4 separate regions of the Mus musculus genome follow, and all the other regions are linked to region 1. The links are chromatin contacts, called in public HiChIP or PLAC-seq and promoter capture Hi-C maps. All regions are on one chromosome and are shown on one strand. Each heading gives the region's core, a stretch centred on a gene start, on an enhancer-like site or on the middle of the called end of the contact. The rest is flanking DNA. Distances are from core to core; before and after follow the strand shown. Region 1 holds the start of P4ha2 (procollagen-proline, 2-oxoglutarate 4-dioxygenase (proline 4-hydroxylase), alpha II polypeptide). Region 2 holds the start of Slc36a1 (solute carrier family 36 (proton/amino acid symporter), member 1). Region 3 holds the start of Sparc (secreted acidic cysteine rich glycoprotein). Region 4 overlaps Gm2a (GM2 ganglioside activator protein).

Region 1 (6,134 bases), core at 1,897-4,396:
CCATACAAAGAGGTAGTGAAGAAACAAGAAGACGTCAGAAGGTGAGTGATGTCTGGGTCCCAGGAATGCCAGGAGAGATGACATATTCAATTCAGGGGAGACTGGAAACAGGTGTCACCAAAGTATGCAACACTTGGAGGTGACCCTGGAATTGACCAATCACAGGCCCCAAAGCTCACACACACACACAAAAATGGTTCCCTGGCAAAAGACAGGGAGCAGAACCAATACTCCAAAATCTCTTATAGTTCTATGCTTCTGACCTACTCATTCCAGTCTCCCAAGAGTACCAGGCCTTGGGATCTCCACCACTCCCTGGCTCCCAGGAATGCCAGGTACAGAGCAAGCAATCTCTAGCAAGCACTTACCAAGAAGTCTGGAGCAGAGGCTGACCTGTACCAGGCTCAAACAGATCCTATCAGGGTCAGGAAAATCACTATCCAAACACGAAAGTCTCTGCCCTGCAGTGGCACCAGCGGAACAAAACCCCGCTTCTCAAAAAAGCCTAGTCTGACCTTCTCATCCTGCTCTGCTCTCGCTGAGAAGGAAAACTGTCTGTCTATCCTTCACTCCACATCCCCAGCACAAACCCCACAGACCACAGGACTCAGTAATTCCCTTTGCTCTGGGATACGCTGGTGTCCCACCCTCAGGTACTTCAAAGGTCTAAATGACTAGATTTGAATGATGGTTTTCAAAGTTGAAGCCTCTTTCCAGGACTCTGCTGGTCTTTCCCGTGCCTGCATTGCAGCATTTGCTGTCAACCTCCATCTGCATAAAATTAAGCTCTTGACAGATCCCAGAAGCCAGGGACACACCCCCCAGGCCTCTGCACACTATCGGCCAACGTGGCCCTAAGTCAGCCAAGGCCTTCGGTCCAGCCTCAAACCCTCCCAAGGATGTGGGAGAATGCAGTCAAAAATGGAAGCTTTCTCAGCAGACAAGGAAGCCCTCAATTCCCTCACTCCACGCAGTCCCCAGAGCTGCAGGGCCTCAGTCTCCCTCTGATGAGCACCCACACTAGGGCTCCTCCCTAGGCTCTAGGCAGCTGCCAGGGCTAAACAGCGATCTCAGAGAGATTATGAGCTGCCTGTGGGCAAAAAGAGCTCCTCCCCCACCGCCTGTCTTCTCCCTCATTCAAGCCCCAGGCCCAGTCTAGTCAGATATGAAGCACATGCAATTCAAGGAACAACCCACAGTCCATTGTACGCAGTCCAATCTATAGATAAGTAAGTCTCTCTGCAGAGCCTGTGACAATGTGGAGGGACTCCCAAAGGTCACACACAATGCTTCAGTTGAGTTGTCACCATATCTGCCTGCTGAGCTCTGACGGTAATAAGGAGGATCAATATGACAGAATCTTCAGGCTAGGGCCTCCAGCCAACTCACTCCATCAAGCAATGTGGCTTCACTGGCTGGGCCACACAGTGGACAAGCTCGTGTGAGGACAAGAAGGCCCAAGAAGAAAAGAATCCCAAGGTCAAACATTCTGTACATGGAGAGGAGCCGAGAGGCTGGCCTTGAGGCACACACAGAACCATATCGAGAGACTACACCCTGGACACTTCAGAGGCAGTGGAGATACACGCCAGAGGAAAGCCTGGTCAATTTAACAGGGCACTCAACCATGGGCTGACTTGGATGTGATATAAATTCAGAACAAGCAACAACTTGCAAAATCACCCTATAAATTTTGAGCTAGACAATAGACCTCTGCAAAGCTGAGAACGTTTGAGGATGTCAGAAGCTACAAAGTGGTGCACTGGGACCCTGCTCTTAGTTCCAGGAAGCTCTTCCATCAGGAGGGATAAGGTGTCAGTAACGAGATGGCCTGCATTAAGAAGCAAAATCCTTAAAGTGTCATTCTTCAGGGTAAGGATCCACTGTGTGGCCCAGTCAGGGAAGCCACGTCGCAAGGATGGAGTGAGTTGGCTGGAGGCCTTTCCCCAATGATTCTCTTGTACTGAGACTCCTTAGCGCGTTGAGAGCACAGCAGAGTTGCTGTAGGGGGCAATTCAATGATCTCCTTCAGCATAGTAAATGACACATTAGAATACAGATGACAGGAAGACCCACCTGTACTTCCCAGTAAAATCCTGCGACAGAAGTACCCAGACCCATGCTCACCTTGCAAGGGCTCAGTGGACTTTCCTCATGCAGATCTCTCACTGCTTGTGGGTGGGGCCCTTGGACAGCTATTCCCTAAAGCGGCCCTTTTCCGTTACCTTGATTCCACTACTGTACCACAGACGTGATACTGGCCCAAGCTTGCGGCCACTCAGGGTGATTCCTCAGTCCAGGTTCCTAAGTGACCAATCCAGTTTACCGGAGCCTCCCACCCCAGCCCATGTCTCCTGCCCGGAAGCATCCAGACATCTACCAAGTCCACACAGCCCAAACTCCACACTAACTCAGTACTTACCTTGCTGATGCTCTGGACCTGAACTTTCTGAGTCTTCCCTTCTGCCTGCCTCAGTCCTTGAAAGTCTCCAGGCACAGAGAATGCTCTATTTGTTGAATCAGTCAGCCAATCGCCACCGGTCTCTGAAACTGCTCAGGGAAAACATCAGAGGTTCGACAAGGATGTCTTCTGACAGATAGGAGGAGAGTTTCTGATTTAAGAGCCCATAAAACTGGCAGCGACCAAGCTGGTCCTTGCCAGGGTTGGGAGCCAGGGGTCTTCCTCATCCTAAGCAGCGCCGCCTTCGGGGCCAGGCGGGCGCCTCCGCCTTAGATCGGGGGGCGACCCCGGGGTCAGGTCGCCCCTTCCCGGGAGCCCGCCAAGTGTCCTGTCCGGCCCGGCCTAACAGTACCGGCAGGAAGGGCACCGCTGACCTCACCGCCCTAACCCTGGGAAGGGACGCGGGCGGGACAGGAACCCAGGCGGGTGCAGAATCAGGGCGCCGGACGCGGGGCACGGGGCTGAGGGACCCCGGATCCAGCTCCCGGCTCCGCGCAGAGCAGAACGCACCGCCCGGCCACCGGGACCCGAGCCCAGCCCGGCGACGACCCTGCGGACCCGCGCTCACCTGAACACGCGCAGAAGCCGGCGTTTCCAGAACCTCCCGCGGCGTCGCCCCGGCGCTCTCGGCTCCGCCCTCGTCACAGTCTCCGCCCGCTTGAGCCTCCGCCACGTCCCCACCTCCCGCCCCCCGGGCCCGCCCGGGCCTGGCTCCGAGCCACTGGAGCCTTCGGGAAGGCCCGAGCCGCCACGCGCTGCACGTATGCGATGCACACCTCCTTGCGCCGCGTGGGACCGGCACCAGGGGCGGCGCCCCCATCCCAGCCTGCTCCAGCCCTCTGTGGTCCCACCACCCCCACATCCATTACCACCGGCAAATTGCAGGAGGCTGGCGTCACTAAGATCGGGAATTGAGTATCCTGGGAGGGGAGTGGAGGGAGGGAAAAGACAAGGGTCTGAGATGTCAGCGCACCTCATCTCTCCAGATGACCCATCTCCAAAGCCTAACTGCTTCTCTGAGGGGCTCAGGCTAGCCAGGCTTCGGCTCTTCTGTAAATGTGAGAAGTTGGCGTAGCCTGGAGCATCTCATCCTAGGGCCAACCTATGGCTTATAACACAGGCCAATGAGATTGGACACCTCAACCAGCTCTGTCTGAGACACACACAGTCAAGAAGACAGGGAAGCAACCGACCTCGATCTGAACTGAAGGATGCTCTGGCAGCTGAGCAGGTTCCCACGCCTGCCCTGTAAGCTTGCTTCTCCATGAATGAGGGGAAGCAGTCTGAGAATCTCATCAGGGAGCAGAGCCCAGAACGGAGATGCCCGGCCTGTGGGACTGTGCCTGGAGTTTGGTGTGGATTTCCCTATAATGGCATGGACCAGGCAGACGGCCCAGACTAGGAAAGACAGACACACAGAAACAACTCAGAAAATACTACCTGGCCACTTGTCCGTGTCTGTGGCAGCTACCAGCCAAGAGCCCAGTTGAAACCATGCACAAACCTTTCTGCATCTGCTATGCCACAGAAAGTACAGTTTGCCCAGATCCTCAGATCCTCCCCATGCCCGCCCACTTCTCTGTCCGGAGTGGTCCTCCTCCTCCTCCTCCTCCTCCTCCTCCTCCTCCTCCTCCTCCTCCTCCTCCTCCTCCCCCTCTCCACAGGATCTTTCCCATTGGCCTATAAATACCTTCAATCCATGGCTATGGAAACATAACCCTCACCCCACTCTACCACCCACTGTGCATCTCTCCTTGGCCAACCAAGCAAGCAAAGTCCATCTTCTTGGCCTATCTCTCAGACCTTCTAGCTCCACAACAGCCCCCAACAGTTACTGTATTATGTTTATTGCTTTACCGTTGTTAAATCACCCTTACATGGTGTATGCTCTTTTTTATTTTTTTTTAAATTATCTTTAATCTTTTTTTTTTTTACAGTCCAGTTGTTATCCCCCATCCATTCTCACCGCCAACAGTTCCTCATCCCATTTCTTGTCCCCTGTCTCCAAGAGGATGTCCCCACACCCCCACACAACCCCACACTCCACCAGGCCTCCCATTCCCTGGGGCCTCAAGTCTCCTCAAGAGTTAGGTGTGTCTACTAAGGCCAGACCAGGCTCTGCTGAATATGTGTCAGGGGCCTCAGACCCGCTAGTCTGTGCTGACTGGATAGTGCCTGTGAGATCTCAGGAGACCAGGTTTGTTGAGACTGCTGGTCTTCCTATGGGGTTGCCCTCCTCCTCAACTTCTTCCAGCCTTTCCCTAATTAAACCACAGGGGTCCCAAACTTCAGACCATTGGTTGGGTGTATCTGCTTCTTAGTCAGCTGTTTGTTGGGCCTCTCAGAGGATAGCCATGCTAGGCTCCTGTCTATAAGTACAACATAGCATCAGTAATAGTGTCAGCCTCCCCTTGAGATCTGTCCCAATTTGGACCTGTTACTAGCCAGCCTTTCCCTCAGTCTTTTCTCCAGTTTTGTCCCTGCAGTTCTTTTAGACAGGAATAATTCTGGGTCAGAGCTTTTGACCATGGGATGGTGTATTAGTCAGGGTTCTCTAGAGTCACAGAACTTATGGATAGTCTCTAGATAGTAAAGGAATTTATTGATGACTTACAGTCGGCAGCCCAATTCCCAACAATGGTTCAGTCGCAGCTGTGAATGGAAGTCCAAGGATCTAGCAGTTACTCAGTCTCACGCAGCAAGCAGGCGAAGGAGCAAGAGCAAGAGCTAGACTCCCTTCTTCCAATGTCCTTATATTGTCTCCAGCAGAAGGTGGAGCCCAGATTAAAGGTGTGTTCCACCACACCTTTAATCCCAGATGAAAGGCGTAGCCCAGATTAAAGGTGTGTTCCTTAAACTCGGAGATTCAATCTTCTGGAATCCATAGCCACTATGGCTCAAGATCTCCATACCAAGATCCAGATAAGGATCTCCAAGCCTCCAGATAAGGGTCACTGGTGAGCCTTCCAATTCCGGATTGTAGTTCATTCCAAATATTGTCAAGTTGACAACCAGGAATAGCCACTACAGATGGCAAACCCATCCCTCCACTTAATGCTTTGTTTTTCTACTGGAGGTGGACTCTACAAGTTCCCTCTCCCCACTGTCTGGCATTTTATCTAAGGTCCCTTCCTTTAAGTCCTGAGAGTCTCTCACTTCCCAGGTCTCTGGTACATTCTAGAAGGTTGCCCACCTCCCACCTCCAGAGGTTGTATATTTACACTCATTCTGCTGGCCTTCTGAGCTTTACTCTTGTTCCCCTCCCCCATACCTGATCATGTTCCCTTCCTCCCTTCCCCTCCCCCTTCCGTCTCCCATCCAGTTCCTTCCCTCCCTCTGCCCTCTGGTTTCTTCTCTCTCCCTAGTAGGATTGAAGCATCCTCACTTGTTAGCCTTCTTGAGTTCTGTGGATTGTTTCCTGGGTATTCTGTGCTTTTGGGGGTTAATATCCACTTATTAGTGAGTACATACCACGCATGTCCTTTGGGGTCTGAGATATCTCACTCAGGATAATATTTTTTAGTTCCATCCATTTGCTTGCAAAACTCATGATGTAATTGTTCTTAATAGCTGAATAATATTCTGTTGTGTAAATGAACCACATTTTCTATATCCATTCTTCCAGTGTGGGACATCTGGGTTGTTTCCAGCTTCTGTTTATCACAAATAAAGC
Region 2 (6,381 bases), core at 277-2,776, 1.1 Mb before region 1:
GAGAGTCGAGCCTCTTACTTGTAACCTCAACAACAGCTTTTAAGAAGCCCGGCCGTAGATGCAGTCTACTTCCAGAGTGTTTGGAACCCCTGGGTTCCATCCAAAAAAAAACCCTATGCACTAATGTACCTGTTAGTTACTATAAATTAGGATGCAAACTAGAGGCAAAAGAGATCTTGGTCATGAGAAAGACAACTAAAATTATGAATGTCTAGTTGAGCCATAAATGGGGGGGGGGCAGATTCAAGACAATTAGAAACAGGTAAAATTCTTTTAGAACAAGATCTACTCTTGTTGTAGGCTACTGCCTACAGATTACAAGGAGGGGGTAAATCTCTCCTAACAAAATCAAACAGGAAAAATATGAGTTTCATAACAAAAGGACCCTACCATCATTCATACACTGAAAATGTAAACCCGGGTGAGGGAGGATTCAAAGTCACCTAAGGCATCAAGCAAGAGGCAAAAGCTAAAACACGCTCTGCAGATTCCCCAAAGTCAATTCCTTCCAGGACACTATGTTGCTATCCTGACTCAACAAGCCCCCACCCCCTAATTCCATCCATATAAGCAGTCGCTACCTGAATCTGTCAAATTTCAGAAAACAAAACAAAAAGCAAGCGGTCTTCAAGTTAACATCTGTGCTTTTCATGCCCTAGAGCTCTCTTGGTCCCTCCAGTCTATCCCAGGTCCTATTTCATATTTCTAAGTGACTTCCACAAAACTGCAGAACGGTTAGAAACGAAGCCTGCTGAGTGATGAGGAAAGAGAGAGAGAGAGAGAGAGAGAGAGAGGAAAAAAGAAGGAAAGGAAAGGAAAGGAAAGGAAAGGAAAGGAAAGGAAAGGAAAGGAAAGGAAAGGAAAGGAAAGGAAAAAGCCATCAGTGAACAGAACCACACCCAGAACTCAAGCCTGGCGTGGAGAGCCCAGACACAGCGGAGCTAAACAAGGACGCGCGACCCACAGCGGAAGGGACAAGTGCCTTTTCACAGGGCGAGTTTCCCCGCAGATGGCAACGTGGCAGAAAACAAACAGTTGCAGAAGCTGACACCCTGCTGCAGGGATACCTCGGAAGCCCACACACAGCCCTGGACCTCAGTTTCCCCTACTCTCGGAGGAAAGGAGTTGCGGTCTGGTACCCTGTGACCCAAGGCAAGGGCATAGCTCGAACAGCCACATCTGCAAACGAAGGGTTGGTCCGAGCTAGCCGTCAGTGACTGCCGATGTCACCTGGGAACTATGACTGAACACCTGTCAAAGGTGCATGGGAGACCCCACCCCACGGGTGACCTGTCCCTGAGCAGCAGCATCCGTTTGGCGGGAGGTGCTACAGCAGGAGGTGACTCCCGACTGCAGCGCAGGGCACGCACTACTCACCGGTCGGCCCTGCCCGGCCCGGGCTCCCGCTCCGGCTCCGGCTCCGGCTCTGGCTCCCGCTCCTGCTCAGCCCACCTCGCGTAGCCTCAGCGCCGACCCCTAGCCATGGTTTTCTAGCCTCCTGGACAGCCGCTTCCGGGCCCTGTCACGTGATGCTGGCTCCCTAGCCCAGGTCACGTGCCGCTCCATTCCGTGCTCCTCCTCCCGGACCCTTGTTCTGCAGCGCCACCTGGCGGCCGTCAGCCGCTGCTTCAGAAAGGGCAGTGCTTCTGAGACCACCACAGAGCTAAGGCAGACGACCTAGATTTTGAGGCAGTCTCCAGGGAAGTCGGCATGCAAAATATCCGTAATTTTTAGCCTTGCTAAAATTTATTTGTTCAGCATATATTAACGTGCATTTACTGGTTTATAATCACAAGTTTGCACCTTTTAAAAAATAAATCGTGCAGCTAAGCCTGATGGTACAAGACTGCAATACCAGAGCAGAGAAGAAAAATAGTTCAAGGCCTGTTTGGGTTATAGAGTGAGTTCAAGGATACCCTGGGTGATTTAAAGATACCTTGCTTCAAAAAAATTTAAAAGGGGCTACTGGGAAAATGGTTTACTGGATACAATAAGAACCTGAGTTAAGATTCCCAGTACATATAAAGAGCCAGGCAAGACAATGTGTGCCAGTAACACCAGAGCTTGGGGCCAGAGCAGAAGGATCCCTTGGTCTCTTCAGCAGACTAACTGATCTAGCCAAAACAGTGGGCTCAGGTTCAGTGAGAGAACCTGTGGGGAAAAAAAGTTGAGGGAACAACTCAAGCAGACAATGTCACCATCTGACTCCCCGATGCCCCACTCCACACACACACACACATACTCCATATGCTACACACATACACATACACACACACACACACTCCATACACCACACACATAAATATACTCCATACACCACAAACACACACATACATATACTCCATACACCACATACACACAGACATATACTCCATACACCATATACATACATATACTCCATACACCACACACGTACATATACTCCATGTACACACATATATTTCGTACACCACACACATACGTACATGCACATATGTTCCATACACCACACACACACATACACACACACAAACAACATATACTCCATACATCACAGACACATATACACATATACTCATACAAACATATACCACACATACATACATATACTCCATATACCACACACACAGAGATGCAAAGACAACTTCACACATACACATACTTCATACACCACACACACATACACACTCCATATACCACACACACATACATATACTCCATACACACACATATACTTCATACACCTCACACATACATACATACATACATACATACATACACATATGCATATGTTCCATACACCTCACACATACATACATGTACTCCATACACACAGAGATATAAACAGTACATACCACACATGCATATACTCCATATACCACACACACAGAGATGCAAAGACAACTTCACACATACACATACTTCATACACGACACACACATACACACATACACATATTACATATACTACATACATACATACATACATACATACATACATACATACACAAGCATATAAACCATACACCACACATACACAGATGCATACACATACATATACACACATGAACAAGAAATGATACAACTTCTAGAGTCCCACTCTACACTTGCTGGGTCAAGATCCCCATCCATGAGTGGCATCCGGCAAGACCTAGGGAGATTTGGATTCTCCTGCTGAGAGCCCTACTACAGAGGACTGCCTTGGTGTACTGAGTATTAGCCCAGCAAGGCTTGCAGTGTGGCAGAGTAACCTCCTTCCCACCCACATCCCAGGTCTGTCTCCATCACTTCCTGCTGCGCAGCCTTCTGAGTTCCCTTTGGGTTACCCATTTTGAAAGTTCAGTTGGAAGCCCTACTCTATTCTCCCCCTTCCCTTGTTGTTTGCAAATCACATAAGATCTGGCACCTAAAGGGGTCATGCTAGAGAGAAATTTTGGATAACTCCTTCTGCATCTAACAGAAGGAGGTCAGTTCTGCTTTCCCCTAAGCTCCACCCATATCCCACCTCAAACGTGATGGGTCCTAAGATGCCAGATACTCAGCCACTGCTCTCCTTTGCGGATACATTGTTCTCGGTTCCATCTTCAATACACTCAGCTGCCATGTCCTCTGCTGAAGGTCTTACGTCTTACAACGAGCCTGAGCCCGTGCAAAGTTTCCTTGTACACTATCTGATTCAGACATGGTCGATCTCCAAGACACGAGTGGTGGCCCCTCTAGCACCCCCTTTCCCAGAGCAAGCTTCCGGGCCCTGGATGCAGTGAACGCCGTGCTGCTGTTGCACGACAGTAACCATTGTGGCTGGGACATAGAAAGCCATGTGCCTTTTTGTCAGTATCCCAAGAACGATGTCACTCTTCACAATCATAGACCTTTGCTAGAGCGAAGCGTTCAGCACTGTTAGAGTTTAAAGTATTTTGGAAGTCACAGCGACATGATTCCAGAACGCATTAAGTGGAGTGAATGGAGTTGACATTGTTAATCTTAGAGCAACAGCTAAGAAAGGTAAAATTGTTATGAAGAAGCTCTGCAGGCACCGTGAGGACACCGTGAGCTGGGGACATAGGAGGGACTGTGCTGCAAAGAAGGGGAACAATACTGAGGAAACGAAAAATGGTCTTGGAATCAAGGATGATGCTTGAGGGAGCAAACGTCAGGGAAGGGATGATGCCAGTTCAGCACCACCGGGAGGTGTCTGTCCCCATTTACAGGCTCAACCATCCTGCCAGCCTACCTTGTTTTTGTTTTTGTTTTGTTTTTGTTTTTTGTTTGTTTGTTTTGAGAGAGAGGGGGTCCCTTAGTGGCCTGGAACTTGCCAAGTAAAGTAGACTGGGTGTCTCGTGAGCCCCAAAGATCTGCCTGTCTCAGCCTCCCAGCGCTGAGATTACAAGCCTGTGCTACTACATCCAGCTTTTTTACATAGGTTCTAGGAATCAAACTTGAGTCTTCATGCTTGCACAATAAGCACTTTCCCAACCGAGCCATCTCCCCAGCCTGTTTTGATTCTTTTCTTATGGTTTTTGATGACATGAAAGGAGACAAGGACAATTTTTTTAATATTGCAAATAATCTTTTTTGTGGCAAAGTATTTAAAGATACACTGTGACAAAGTATATAGCTAAAGCTGGAGCTGCAGCTTAGAGACAGAGAGCCTGTCCCAGGTGTGTGTGTGTGTGTGTGTGAGAGAGAGAGAGAGAGAGAGAGAGAGAGAGAGAGAGAGAGAGAGAGATCATGTCACGTGATGCAATACTGGTATACAGGTTAATGCCACCAGACACACCTAGGTTCCATCCCCAGTGTCAGAAAGAAAGAAAGAAAGAAAGAAAGAGAGAGAGAGAGAGAGAGAGAGAGAGAAAGAGAAAGAGAAAGAGAGAAGGAGGGAGAGAGAGGGAGGGAGAGAGAGAAGGAGGGAGGGAGAAAGAGAGTGGGAGGTAGGGAGGGAAGGAAGGAAGGAAGGAAGGAAGGAAGGAAGGAAGGAAGGAAGGAAGGAAGGAAGGAAGGAAGGAAGCTATTTAATACCTTTAAGGTACAAACACGGCAGCTGAGGTCCCAGGGAAAATGGTTGCAAACTATTCCATGCATTCTGGGGTTAAATGGGACTGTCTTGCCAGCAACACCCTGCTCATGTGAAGGAGAAATGAAGAACCCTGTAGGAACTCAGCAGGCCTGGACGTGGAGGTGTAAGGCCAAGATACCAAGGGGTATATCAGTTTACAATGTGCACTGACCTGCAGGCAAGATCAAACTACCGGGATGTCACAGTTCATGGACCCAGGTGAGGCACACTCACCTGTCCCTGGTCCAAAACCGAGGTTGGCACAACCAGGCAGATCCTAAGGTAGCTGGAGCTCCTGATACAATTACGGCTAGCCGACATAAACCTTGTTCTTTTATATCAAGAGCTTTCAAAATTTTTTTTAATATTGCAAATAATCTTTGTTTTTTTTTTTTTTTTGTGGTTCTCTGCCTGCCAGGACACTTGAGAATGAAAGAGGCTGTGTGACCATCAGGACTGTAATGGGATTATCCTGGATAATCAAGGATGTATGGCATAAAGCACAGCTACCTAAACTGTGGGTTGTGGCCTCAGATGGCGTCATGTAACTAACTGGTGTGTGTGTGTGTGTGTGTGTGTGTGTGTGTGTGTGTGTGTGTGTGTGTGTGTGTGAAAACTTAGTCCTGGTCAAAGGTTTCTGGATGTGCAGTGGCAAAAATAATTACTTCAGGTTCTATATTGAACCTGGGCATTTCTTCAAGTCCTCTCCACAACTGCATGGAATGGATTAGCTCTGAGCACATAGCACACCTACTGTGTGCATGGCCGTGGCTATATTCCAAACTCTTGCATTGTAGGCTATAGACTGCAATGCTTTTACTGTATATTTAGACTCTACTCTTATAGAAGCATAAAGCTGAGTTGTGAGTGATAAAGATTTTAAATATTTTCCTAGAATCATTCCTCAGCATGTGTTAAATCAATCCATCTTTGGATTGGATTTTATTAGGAAGTTTAATTCTTAAATTTGGGCTTTCAGGAATGAAGGCATCTCTCGGAAATTACATGCTCTTGCTGCTCTTGAAGGGAACCTAGGCTCAGCTCCCAGCACCTACCCAGAAGCTCAGAACCACCAGAATTCCAGTTCCAGGGCACCCCACACTATCTTCTGTCCTCCGTAGCTCCTGCACACACCTGTGGTGCACATATAGTCTATCAGGCACACACATACACGTACAGATAATTCTTTTCAAATCATGATTTAGTTGCTGACTTAAGTGTCTTTTTTTTTTTTAAATCATTAAAGGTCTTGACTTGAGATAGTGTAAATTTCCAATAATTTCTGAAGTGACTCTATGTATGCTTGTACCATTTTGTATTACATATTTATCCAAAGCAATGTTTTTG
Region 3 (5,599 bases), core at 951-3,450, 1.3 Mb before region 1:
TGGATCTCTGTCCTCCCAGGAACCGTCAGTAGCATTCCCACAAACTGCATCCCCAGCCCCAAACAGGTTTCCAACTCTTGCACTCCAAGTGAACTTGTTCTATCTTTGGTCTAACTTTGGTATGACCCAAAGTCTGTACTAGGTATAGTTCTTTTTGCTTAGTTTGAAGCACGAGGCTTCAGTTAATTTAAGTCTCCTCAATGCCCAGAGCTGCAGTAAGCAATCCTGTGGAAATAGACATCGGTCCTATGGGCAGAGCAGATGCTTAGGGAGTCTATTGGAACCCCAAATTTGGTGGCCTAAAGCTCCCAGTTGTTGGATCAAGGAGAAGACTCAGGAGTCTTATGTAGGTGCAAAAGTCTCCTTAGGATTCTTCACAGGCCCTTTGGAGAGAGAACCTGAAGGAAGCCATAACTCTTCTCTGCAGAAAAATGTGCGGGTACTCAGGAGGTCTGAGGGTCTCTGTCCCAGACTGGAACCCTAAGAAAAGAGTCCCTTCTGTTTTCTTCAGGCGGGATAGTGGAAGGCCACTCACTGATTACAAACAAAGCAAAACTAACTAAAAACCTTTCGGACAGATGCATGAAAGCCCCCATTTTCCTGGGCTGCTTGTCAAGGGAAGGCAGCAGATGGTGCTATACGGTATGGGAGGGAGGGAGATGATGTTGAGGTGTCTACTTCCTGTGAGAGAGGCAAGGAGACTTATATGTTGAGTGGACAAGGAGGGCTTATCTAAGGAGGTGACATTAGAATAGAGTTCTGAAGGATGAGAAAGGTCCAGGCTCAGGAAAGGTCCAGTCCAAACTGCTTTGGCTGGAGAGCAGGAGGAGTGTGGTAGATGAGGGCGTGGCAGGGAAGGCAGGGATCCTGGTGTGTATAAGCTTATCTCTAGACTGTTCTTTTACCTTCTCCAGTCCCCTGTTATCCAAACTCAATGGCTGCTTCGATATCTACGCTTTCAGGAAGTTTCTGCTGATCTGACCCCCTGGGAGAAGCCTTGGGGTCTGCATCACTGAGGAAGTGGTTCTGCACATGAGGTGCATCCCTTTAGCCACACCCCAAACTCCTGCCACCACGTCTATTCTGGTACCTCCCCAGGTAGGCAGGCCCAAAATGTTCAGTCAAGAGCTGCTGCATAGATGAGGAGTGTCCATGTTCCCCAAAGAAGAGTGGGGCTGAAATGTAGACTCAGCGTTCTCAGACCACTTTTGGTCAGGTGTTACTGGGTAAGCTGTTTGCCCTGCGTGAGCCTGTGCCCCTGTTATTAAAATGGCCTCTTGGGACCGGAGAGATGGCTCAGCGGGTAAGAGCACTGACTGCTCTTCCAGAGGTCCTGAGTTCAATTCCCAGCGACCACATGGTGGCACACAACCATCTGTAATGGGGTCCGATGTCCTCTTCTGGTGTGTCTGTCTGGGCTGCAAATGCAGCTTCATTGGTAGCATGCTTGCTTAACAATCATTAACACCCCCCCCTGCCCCCCCCCCGGCCCCGAGGTCAATCCTCAGCACTAAATAAAATAGTCATGGTAGGTAGCACACACATGTAATCCTAGCACCCTGGAAGTAGATAGAAGTAGGAAGATCAATAGTTCAAGGTCATCCTCAGCTACATAGTGAGTGGTCAGCCCAGGCTACGTGCGACCTCTTCCAAAACCAAACAACACCTAAATGAAAGGCCTGTGGCTTCCCCACCAACCCTGCTATTGCTTCTGATCTGACTATCAGTATTATTGCTCTGAGTTTGTCAGGTACTGACAGCGCAAGTCTTCCAGCTTAGTTCTAATCCTTCACGTACCCGTGGTTGGTGCCACTAGACCTAGAGGGGACTTCGCCTCGTTATCAAGGATGATGCCACCAGTATCACCAGTGGCAGCTTGTTTTGTTGGCACTGAGAAAACTGGGTACTTTTGCTCCCCCACTGCCATGCCAGCGTGCACTCTCTGCCTTGCTGTACATTGCTAAGCCCAAGAGAGTGCTCAGGCAAGTTCACTCGCTGGCTGTGTGTAAAGTAGGACAAGGGGCTTAGCCGTGCCTCTGTGACTCTCTCTCTCTCTCTCTTCTCTCGGTTAATGTCTAGGACTCTTCAGTCAGCAGCCTCGGCTCTGAACAAGGCCTGGCCTGTTCTAGGTGATTCCAGCAGCTGTTCCAGCCCTGACCCTCATGTCTGTTTAGGCAGGAGCCCCAGAACAGATGAGACAGGTGGGGCCAGGGTGTCTGGGTAGCACACAGCCTACCACAAGGCAAGGAAGGGAGAAAGAAAAGACAGCTTTGGTTCTGGGGAGAAGGGGGAGGCAGGCCAGGGGAAGGAGGAGACAGAGGAGGAGGAGGGCCTTTGAGTGGAGGCGGAGGGTGAGACAGACCCTGCCCAGAGCTCCAAGAGGCTTCCTGCTGCTCGCCTCTAAACCCCTCCACATTCCTGCAGCCCTTCAGACCGCCAGAACTCTTCTGCCGCCTGCCTGCCTGCCTGCCTGCCTGCCTGCCTGTGCCGAGGTATGCACCTCCCTGTCAGCCCCTGCCCTTCTGTAAGCTTCATCATCTCCTCTCTGCCCCATCCCCATGACCAGTCTCAGGGGGAGGTGAGCTGGAAACCTGTTGCTCACTCACAGGGGAACTTGTTGTCTCTGTAGCACTGCAGAAAATAGCCATGGTTTGCGGGGACCGCTTTCTCTGTGTTCTCTGGTGGCAGAGGCTACTGGTCTGTCCTCTGTCACCCTCGGAGGCAGCTGCCTCCTTTTCTGAGAATCCGATCCTCATTTGCCCATCATGACTGCCAACCCAGAGAAAATCTGGCTGGCAGCCTGTTGGGTCTGGCTTCCTATTCTGGGAGAACAGACATCCAGTTCTGGGTCAGAGCACTGTTGTCCAAATGGGACTTTGCAAGAAGGATAAACAGATCTGTAAACAGCCAAGGCAAGACATTCCCTTTAGTCAGTTCCTCTGGGAAGGCTCTGGTCCCTTCAATCTCTGTCCACCCCCACCCCATCACCCCGTGGCATTTCAGTCAGTCTGAAATGCCATTGTCTCTCCCAGCCTGGGGTTGCCATTGTTCCCAGCCTAATTCTGAGAGGTGGTCATCACTGGCATTAACATTGCTTCTACCGTATCTAGACATCTGAGAAAGCCAACAATTTGATACAATCCAGAGACGACAGGGAGGAGGGTGTGATGGGGAGGAGGGAGACAGAGAGATATAGCTCCAGGACACTTTTCTTGCTACTACTGAATCTATCCAAGACTCAGCCTGTTGAAAGCTTGTCTGCTCCAAGCTGTTCTGTAAACTTCCTGTGACTCCTAGAATGGCTGGAAATAAGCCTCACCTAAGGGGGACAAACAGGTATCAGGCATCTGCCTCAGGGACAGACAGCACACCTGCAGGGAGGGAGTGTCTCCACTGACAACTCTTTTAAGTTTCTAGAACCTTCCTAGTGTAGGGAGTGGAGTGAGATGCGGACCCTACATGAGGTAACAAGCTTTAGGCAATTTGTGGGCGATCTCACATAGCCATCTCCCCTGAGTGTAGCCTTCCTGTCCTAAGGAAGAGGGATAGCTTTTGGGGTACCCGAATTCCCCTAAGACTTCCCAAGCAGGGTCACTTAATTGAGCCTATAAAGTGGTCTACGAATAAGCAACTTCAAAGAGTCTCTGGAATTAGTGTGTGTATGTGAGTGCGCGTGCATGAGTGTTTCTGTTTGTGTTTAAGAGATGATGGGTGTCCACAGCTTTTAGGTTTAAGATATTCCCAAACAGATGCAGACCCCCAGAATGGTGTGACGGTGTAAGGTGTAATTCGGAAATAGAAACAAATTTGTATTTGCCAAGGATTAAACCTGAAAGAAGTGGTTGAGGGAAGAGTTAACTCTGGTTAACTTAGCCATCGGCTGCCACATCGACAGAGCGGCACTGAGGGAGGGGGAGGGGGTGGGGTGGCTCTGGGAGAAGGAGTCAGCTTTTGAAACTTTCTCCAAGCCCCACCCACCAAGAGGCTCTTCTCTCCCGTGACTCACTCCGAGAGGAATGCGAGTTGCCACGGCAACCTCCCCCACCCCCCCACCCTAGGGTCTCTGCGTACTGGCTGGGAGGGGACTCTGGGAACGCTCAGGGACCTTTAGGTTCCAGTCCCCCCAAACCGCTGCCACGGCTGCCGCCACCGCACCTCACCCCTGCCCCAGATACAAGGACCACAGCAAACTCTTGCCCTGTCCCCATTTCCCACGTCCCAGGGCCCCCAGGACTGTGATAAGCCTCGCTAGATCTGCCCTTTGCAGGACAGAGGGTTTGGATCTGTGCTTAGTGTCATTTGGCCTTGAACTAATCTGTCTTCCGGAACTCCGGTTTCCTCCCTATTTCGGGTAAAAGCAGCAGTCCCTCGGAGAAGGGGCAGGATGAAACGGGCTAAAGCATGCCCTGGGGGAGCACTTTGCAACCTCACTCCCTTCTAAAGAGACTAAGATTCTTAGCACAAAGGGGATTGTTCAAAGTCCTTTTTCTTCTGGCTGCTCCAACATTTGGGGTCCAGAGAACATCTTCTTAGTAAAAAGTGGTGACAGGAATATTTTTAAAAATACATTGCTTAAATTCATTTCAATTTGGGGGATCTTCTTGTCAGTTTCTCAAGAGTAATGCATCCTCCCCTAGAGAAAGACTGGTGATCAAGTGCTTGCTGCATCAGCCTGAGGACGCCAGGTTTTTTCCTTACCCCCCACCTGGGGAGCCAGGTGTGGTGACCCATGTCTCTAATCCCAGTGCTACCAGAAACAGGCCAGTCTGTAGAGCTCACTTGGCTGACTCATTAGCTTCGGGTTAGTAAGAGACCCTGTCTCAAAATATAAGGTAGTGGGGTTTAGTGGCACTCGCCTTTAATCTCAGCACTTAGGAGGGAGAGGCAGGCTGGTCTTTGGGAGGTAGAGACCAGCCTGGTCTATATAAGTGAATTCCAGACTACTGAGGGATTTGGAGAAAGATCTTGTCTCAGAAAAACAAAGAAAAGGTAAAGAACAACTGAAAAAGACATTGACTTCTGGCTTACACACATACACACACACACACACACACACACACACACACACACACACACCATATATACATCACACACAGACATGGAAGGAAGGAAGGAAGGAAGGAAGGAAGGAAGGAAGGAAGGAAGGAAGAGAGGGAGGGTATTGGTCAAAAGCATGGGTTACAGCTCAATGGTGACATTGGGAAAGACGCTAACCTGTCTTAGCCTCAGTTTCCCAATCTGTCAGGTGGGGATGATCTGAGCTAGATGTTCTCTGAATGAACCCAGTCCCAGTCACTGGTTTCCTTAGAAGGAGCAGCATCCTGCATGTTTAACAGCAGCCTCCTTTCTTGATTTAGGAGAGGAAATAGGAAGAAGGCTCGGGAGGCACTATCCTCAATCCAGCTGTGGGCTCTGCAGCCCAATGCACAGCTGGGCTTGCTATTTCCAGCGGCAGCTTTCCGTGTTGAAAATAAGCTTTAAGCAGCAGAGGATACGAGGCAAAGCATGTTTGCCTGTGGAAGTCTTTTAGGCCAGCAGATGAGTCTGGGGAGATAAACTGGCAAATGCGAACACATGGGGCACAGAGTTTAAATATGTA
Region 4 (5,936 bases), core at 507-3,006, 1.0 Mb before region 1:
AAACTTGCTGTGCAGCAGACAGTGGCCATGACCTCCCAGATGCTGAGATTAATTACAGATGTGAGCCATCACCCTGGCTGGGGTTCTGCTTCTGAGAGATAAATCTGGGGATGGTACTCATTCCTCCAGACTCCACTAGTCCCAGACTGCTGCCTGAATCTTCAAATGACCGAGTACAAGAGGTACAGGCTGTCTTCTTCAAGGCCGGGAAATGGTGAAGGCAACACAGCCTGAATCCTGTGCGGAGTTGAAGCTGCTTGCCTCGGTGGCCTGCTCTGCTAACCTGAATCCATCCTGATTGTGCAGTGACCTTTCCTCTGGCCGGCCTCATCTGCTAAGAAAGTCTATTTCTCCTCAGATGAGGAACAGCCAGAGGGCCTGAGCTGGAGAGTAGCTCTGCCCCTGAGGGAGTTGGTCAAATGCCTTCAGTCTCTACTTCCTCAGTCAAGAGTGGGATGGTTTTCACAGTACTTCTGCCTTTTGTGAGGTCCCACTGAGGAAGATAGCACCTGGCCAGCACTTAGGAGCCTCAGGACACAAAACCTACTGCCAGCGGCTTCACATTCTTCTTCCCCTCATTTAGCCAAGGTCCCCAAGAGGAACTTGAAGCAGTCACCAACTAAACAGAAGTAACCAACTTACAGTTGAATGTTTATGGAGCTTCCCCCACAACTGCTCCTCCCCAGCCCAGGATCAGCACAGCATTGGAAGCCCAGGGCAGAAGTCAGTGATGTCAAAGGCTAGTCCCTAGGCAGCAGCCACAACCTGCCATTAGGGAATTAATCCTATCCATCTCAAACTTACGACCAGCAGGGCTCAGAAGTATATCCCATGTATCCTCGGCTGCAGCGCTTGTTCACCTGGCACAACTAAACCAACTCCTAAAGTCCACAGACATGCACTGTAAAGGCACTTGCTAAGGCCCTTGGCAACCCCTTCCTAACACAGGCCATTGCTCCGCCACATGGATAGAGCTGTGTCTAGATCTCACAACAATATACACTATGTTCAAACACCTAAGAATCAGCTGGGTGGCAGTGGCGTACGCCTTTAAACCCAGCACTTGGGAGGCAGAGGCAGGCAGATCTCTGAATTTGAAGCCAGCCTGGTCTACAGAATGAGTTCCAGGACAACTAAGGTTACACAGAGAAACCCTGTCTCAAGCAAATAAACAAAACAAAAAGAAGTTTAAAACCACTCAGGGCTAAGGAGATGGCTCAGTTGGTAAAGTGTCTGCCAGGCAAGCATGAGGACCTAAGCTCAGATGCCAGGATCCCAGAAAAATCTAGATGTAGTGGCTGGCACAGGCTCAGCACTGGAGAAGCAAAGTTGGGCAGACCCTGGAGCTCACTGGCCATCTTTCTAGCCAAACTGATGAACTCCAGGCACAATGGGACCCCATCTAAGGTGAAGAGAGGTTGAGGGGTGCACCTAACATTGACCTCTAGTCACCACATATATGTATATACATGTGCTCAGGCATACATACACACATGTGCACACACCCACCCACTCCAGATTCAACATTGAGAGCAGAGAATAGCATTCAGGCAACACTGGCAGACTCAGTTCAGCAGCCAGTCTCCCTTTCCAATCTGGACAAATTCTGTCCTTTTTTATCCACGGGACTTGACCTCTTCCTATTGGATAATAGCTGAAGAAAATGTACTAGATCAGCAAGGAGAAGCCATGGGCAGGGGTGGAGAGGCACTGAGATCTCTCCAGGCCTTCTAGCTCAATCACTGACAATGATTGACATGTCAACACGTGCCAGCACGAACTGGGCACATCCTGTGTGCTAGGCACTGAGTAAAGCACCATCCACATTACTGATTAACTCAGTTCTTGCTCAAGAGATGCCTAAGACTCAGAAAATTGAGCCCAACAGTACAGGGTGGTCTCCAACTGGCCGTGAGACTGAACATGACTTGACCTCCTGAATTTCCTGTACTTCTCCCTAAGTGCTATAATATACAAGCATGCATCACCAGGCTTGGCTCCCAAAATCTCTTAAATGATCTAAACGTGTTCCAGAATAGGTCTGGACCAGAAAGAGACTGCAGGGCATATAAGAACATCTTAGAAAGGTGGTGACTCTAACCAGAGAGTGAAGAGCTACAATAAACAGTGCCACAAGATGCCTTTACTATAAAATAAGAAAATATACAAAAACACATGCAAAGTTGGGCAATGGGTGGGAATAAGCTGATGTCCCCAAATAGATCTAAAAAGCAAGTGAACTGTGAAAGGATCGCTCGCCCTCATGAGGGATGACATTAGAGACTGGCCAAGACTCGGACTCTTAGTGTCAAAAATTGTGTGGGGAAGAAAACACAGCTGTCAGTGTAGGTGTAAACCTGGTTGGCTGTTTGGAGACATTTGGGCATTGATTATCAAAAGAGCTTTAAAAGCGTGCATCTGAGCCAGCGGGCTGCCTCAGCAGGACAAGGTGCTTGCCTTGTAAGCCTGGCGATCCGAGTTCCTGCCCCAGAACCCAACAAAAAGGTGGAAGGAGAGAACCAACTCTACAACTTGTCCCTGTTCCCTGTGTCGTGTGGGCCTCACCCCACATCTCCATATGCAGACACAAGAATAATAAATAAAAACATTTAATGTGAAGGTACATAGTCAGGAGAGTATGAATAGATCATTATTATACGGACAAATTCTAGCCCGCATGGCGTCTCCCAAATTAATCACGCTGTCTCATTAGAACAATGAGTGAAGATTCTGGGAGGATCCGTAACAGCCAACAATGAGCAGCTCCTAAGGAATTAGGCTAGGAGAAGACATTTAATAGAAGCTATTCATGGTGGCACACGCCTGTAATCCCAGTCCTCGGGAGGTGATGGCAGAAGGAGCAGAAGTTCAAGGCTATCCTTAGGTACTTACATTAAGTTGTGGGGCAGCCTAAACTACCTAAGGAAGGCCCTGGCTCAAAAGAACAGAAACAAAGTTGGGGATGTGGTTTTGGCAGAGTGCTCACCTAATATGCATGAGAGGCCCCGGGGTCCATTCCAGGTGTGGTAGTACCCCTGTGATCTGAGTACTCAAGAAGTGGAGGCCAGAGAGCCAGGAGCTCACAGCAAGTTCAAGGCCAGCTAAGGCTACATAAAGCCCTCCCTCAAAACATACATACAAAGCACTGCTTGTTTTCATATGTATTTTTTAAAAAATAAATGCATGCAGTATGGATAAAGGAAACAGCATTGTTCATTCAGCTCTGAGAGTCCACATTGTGGCGGCTCATGCCCACAACCAAACTGCGGCAGGCAGGCCTACCACAAGTTCAAGGCCAGCATAGGCTACAGAGTGAGACCCTGTCTCAAAACAAAAGAAAATAGCCTTATGTCCCTGGCTACTGGCTATACATCAAAACAACACAGAGGAGTCCATGGTGAACACTGGGCCGCCATATCCAAGTGCATGAATGGGTGAATCCCAGCTGACCTGGGTTTCCCTTCCATCCCCTGACCCTGAGACTCTATGAACCCGGGAAAGTCTGTGGTAAGTCTGCAAAGTCTGAAGTCTTTCACAATCTATGAGCATGAGTTTCCATGGCGCCTGCTGGCTGCCCACTCCCCGTCCATCGTCCACACAGCCTGGGGCTTACCTTCTGAGGAGCAGTGAGGGGAACGCTGGTCTTGCCCTCAAGGCTGACGACTACATCTCCAGGAACCACAATGGGGTCAGGTTGGATCGTGAGGCTTTTGATCACTGCAGGGTCCTTTCCTTCATCACAGTTATCCCAGGAGAAGCCACCAAGTTGGGAAAGCTAGGGACAACGAGACAGCAAGGAGAGAAGTGGAGGAAAAGAAATGTTTCAGCATACAAGAGTTGGAGGGAGGCCTGCCCATTCCCCTCTGAGCTCCATGGTAACAGTCACACTTGTCTGACCCATTCTTCAGGCAAAATGCCAAAGTGCAGGGCCTAGGCCCATTATATCAGACCTTGAACTTTAAAACTAAGGGGGTTGGGATGTCGCTCCGTTGGTGGAATGTCTACCTGGCATATTGGAAACCTTAGGCTCTATCCTTGGCATGACACAAACCCAGTGTGGTGGCAGGGGCAACACTTGGGAGGTAGAACATCAGGAATTCATGGTCATCTTCAACTACATAGCCCATGTCAGGCCAGTCTAGATACACAAGACCCTGTTCTGGGGCAGGGCAGGAGAGAGAGAGAGAGAGACTTAGCTAGCTGTATGGGTGCAAGCCCATAATGTAAACACTCAAGGGAAGATGTGGTCATTCTAAACCAGCCTAGGCTACAAAAGAAGGGAGGGAGGGAGGGAGGGAGGAAGGGAGGGAGGGAGAGAGGAATCACCCCTAGCTAAGGAAGTATTGGCAGTGGTGGCTACAGAGAGGAGGAGTCATTATACCTTGGGGGCTTGTGATACTCATAGATAGCCATGTCCTAACCCATGCACATATGAGAAGCAATAATTGGACTCAGTGGGTTATTAAGAGAAGATAAAAATGGCAGGCAGGTGCGCTGGATTGAAAGGGAATGTGGGATTGGATACGATACAGATACATTGTATACAAGTCAATGAATACAGAAAATACTCTATTTAATAATGGTATTAGCCTCATTTAGCTTTGAGGGTACCTTCTCTGAGCTCTGACCCTGCCACCCATTTCTCTCCAGCTAGCTTTGGGAGGTCACCACAAGACAAGCTGCTGAAAGTCACCCTTGTATTCCATGCCCATGAGCCTGATTATGCCCCACCCCTTGTCCAATCCTAGGTCGGCAACAAGGGGGAACAAGGAGAAAGAACACAAGGAGAAACAACAGTAACCCAAGCCTCAGCGTCCAGGGAACAAGACCCACAGGACAAGATCTACAGGAGGTCCCTCAGTGACGAGCAATGACTTTCTCACCTTACACCCACATTCTTACTCCCCTGTCGTGAACCACACCATAGGCACAACCTGAGTCACCCACCACTCCTCTGCAGAGGAACTTCTCAAATCTTCCTCCACGTGACCTAGATCCAACAAATGTGACCACCAGCCCCCAGAACCTTAGGATCTGGGATTCATTCTACACCTCTGTCTGTCTGTTTGTCTGCCTGTCTGCCTGTCTCTCCCTCTCAAAACACACTCACATGCCCCACCCCCAAAACCCCCTACAAAGACACTTAGCACTGCCATTATCCACACACAGCCTTAGAAAATCTGCCAGCCTGGCCTCCATCTTAACCCATTCATAACCATCCGGACCCAGAGAACACCTGATCCGTGCTAGACCACAGCTTCTCTCTGCCAAGCCTTGGAATTATGACACAAGAAGCTGTGTGTGTGACCCTATGGCCAGAGGCAATGTATGTGACCCTTATGACACAAGGCCTGGCACTGCCTTGGGTCAAAAGTTTTAAGGTGGGTTCCAAGCACGTACACTTGCGGCTCAGCTCCAAGTTGAGTTGAGGAGACAAGAGTAAGAGCCCCTCTGTCCTATGGGAAAGGAACACAGAGTCAGTCACCTATATGATCTACTACAGCACTAAAGGAGCCAGGCATGCTGACATACACCAGTCATCCCAGCACTAGGGAGGCTGAGGCAGGAGGATCTCAAGCTTGAAGGCAGCCTGGGCTACATAGTGAGACCCTGTCTTCAAAAAAGAACAAAAGGCAATCTAAGACCAGCAAGACCAGCACAGGGCACATGCCTGTAATCCCAGCACTCGGCTCTGATGTTCAAACTCATCCTCAAACACACAGTGAGCTCATAACCAGCCTGGGATGGAAAACAAGCATCCCAGGGACCTGGGACAGGTATGGCTTTGGAGTGCCAGGCAGGAAGCCTAGGTTCCAGTCAAACAGACCTGGGTTGGAATCCCAGCCTGGAACACATACAATTGGAGTCCTGATTTCTGATTTCCACATCTTTTAAGTAGAGGCATTTTATATCTTCCTCCCAGAACTGTTGCAAGG

Evidence for each region. Promoter capture Hi-C pulls out the DNA fragments that hold promoters and counts their contacts. HiChIP or PLAC-seq counts read pairs in DNA pulled down with a chosen protein or histone mark.
Region 2: a promoter capture Hi-C map of embryonic stem cells shows a contact between it and region 1, with 8 times the contacts expected there. The contact joins the promoter of Slc36a1 here to the promoter of P4ha2 in region 1. A contact is called at or near these places in 4 of 39 promoter capture datasets (embryonic stem cells, hippocampal neurons, liver and 1 more).
Region 3: an H3K27ac HiChIP or PLAC-seq map of extraembryonic endoderm stem cells shows a contact between it and region 1, with 2.6 times the contacts expected there. The contact joins the promoter of Sparc here to the promoter of P4ha2 in region 1. A contact is called at or near these places in 2 of 39 promoter capture datasets (liver and pre-B cells) and 1 of 115 datasets of contacts at active chromatin or transcription factors (extraembryonic endoderm stem cells).
Region 4: a contact with region 1 is called in a promoter capture Hi-C map of liver, with 3 times the contacts expected there. The contact joins the enhancer-like site here to the promoter of P4ha2 in region 1. A contact is called at or near these places in 5 of 39 promoter capture datasets (embryonic stem cells, hippocampal neurons, liver and 1 more), 1 of 115 datasets of contacts at active chromatin or transcription factors (astrocytes) and 1 of 9 other capture datasets (liver).

What each region holds. Positions count from the first base shown.
Region 1 is chr11:54,097,936-54,104,069 of GRCm38.p6, reverse strand. P4ha2 (procollagen-proline, 2-oxoglutarate 4-dioxygenase (proline 4-hydroxylase), alpha II polypeptide) reads right to left here and starts at 3,146. Exons shown (of 16, transcript NM_001136076.2): 1 at 3,030-3,146; 2 at 2,423-2,550.
Region 2 is chr11:55,199,485-55,205,865 of GRCm38.p6, reverse strand. It overlaps Slc36a1 (solute carrier family 36 (proton/amino acid symporter), member 1), which reads right to left and starts at 1,526. Exons shown (of 11, transcript NM_153139.4): 1 at 1,378-1,526.
Region 3 is chr11:55,416,681-55,422,279 of GRCm38.p6, reverse strand. It overlaps Sparc (secreted acidic cysteine rich glycoprotein), which reads left to right and starts at 2,200. Exons shown (of 10, transcript NM_009242.5): 1 at 2,200-2,492.
Region 4 is chr11:55,101,426-55,107,361 of GRCm38.p6, reverse strand. Gm2a (GM2 ganglioside activator protein) reads right to left here. Exons shown (of 4, transcript NM_010299.3): 2 at 3,614-3,775. Among named protein-coding and RNA genes, the nearest start is that of Gm2a, 6.4 kb to the right of the region's middle. Within about 2 kb of position 1,756, at least 53 of the 459 cell types and tissues checked have an H3K27ac peak or open chromatin away from gene starts, as enhancers often do. A contact at or near this core is called in liver, where this site is marked.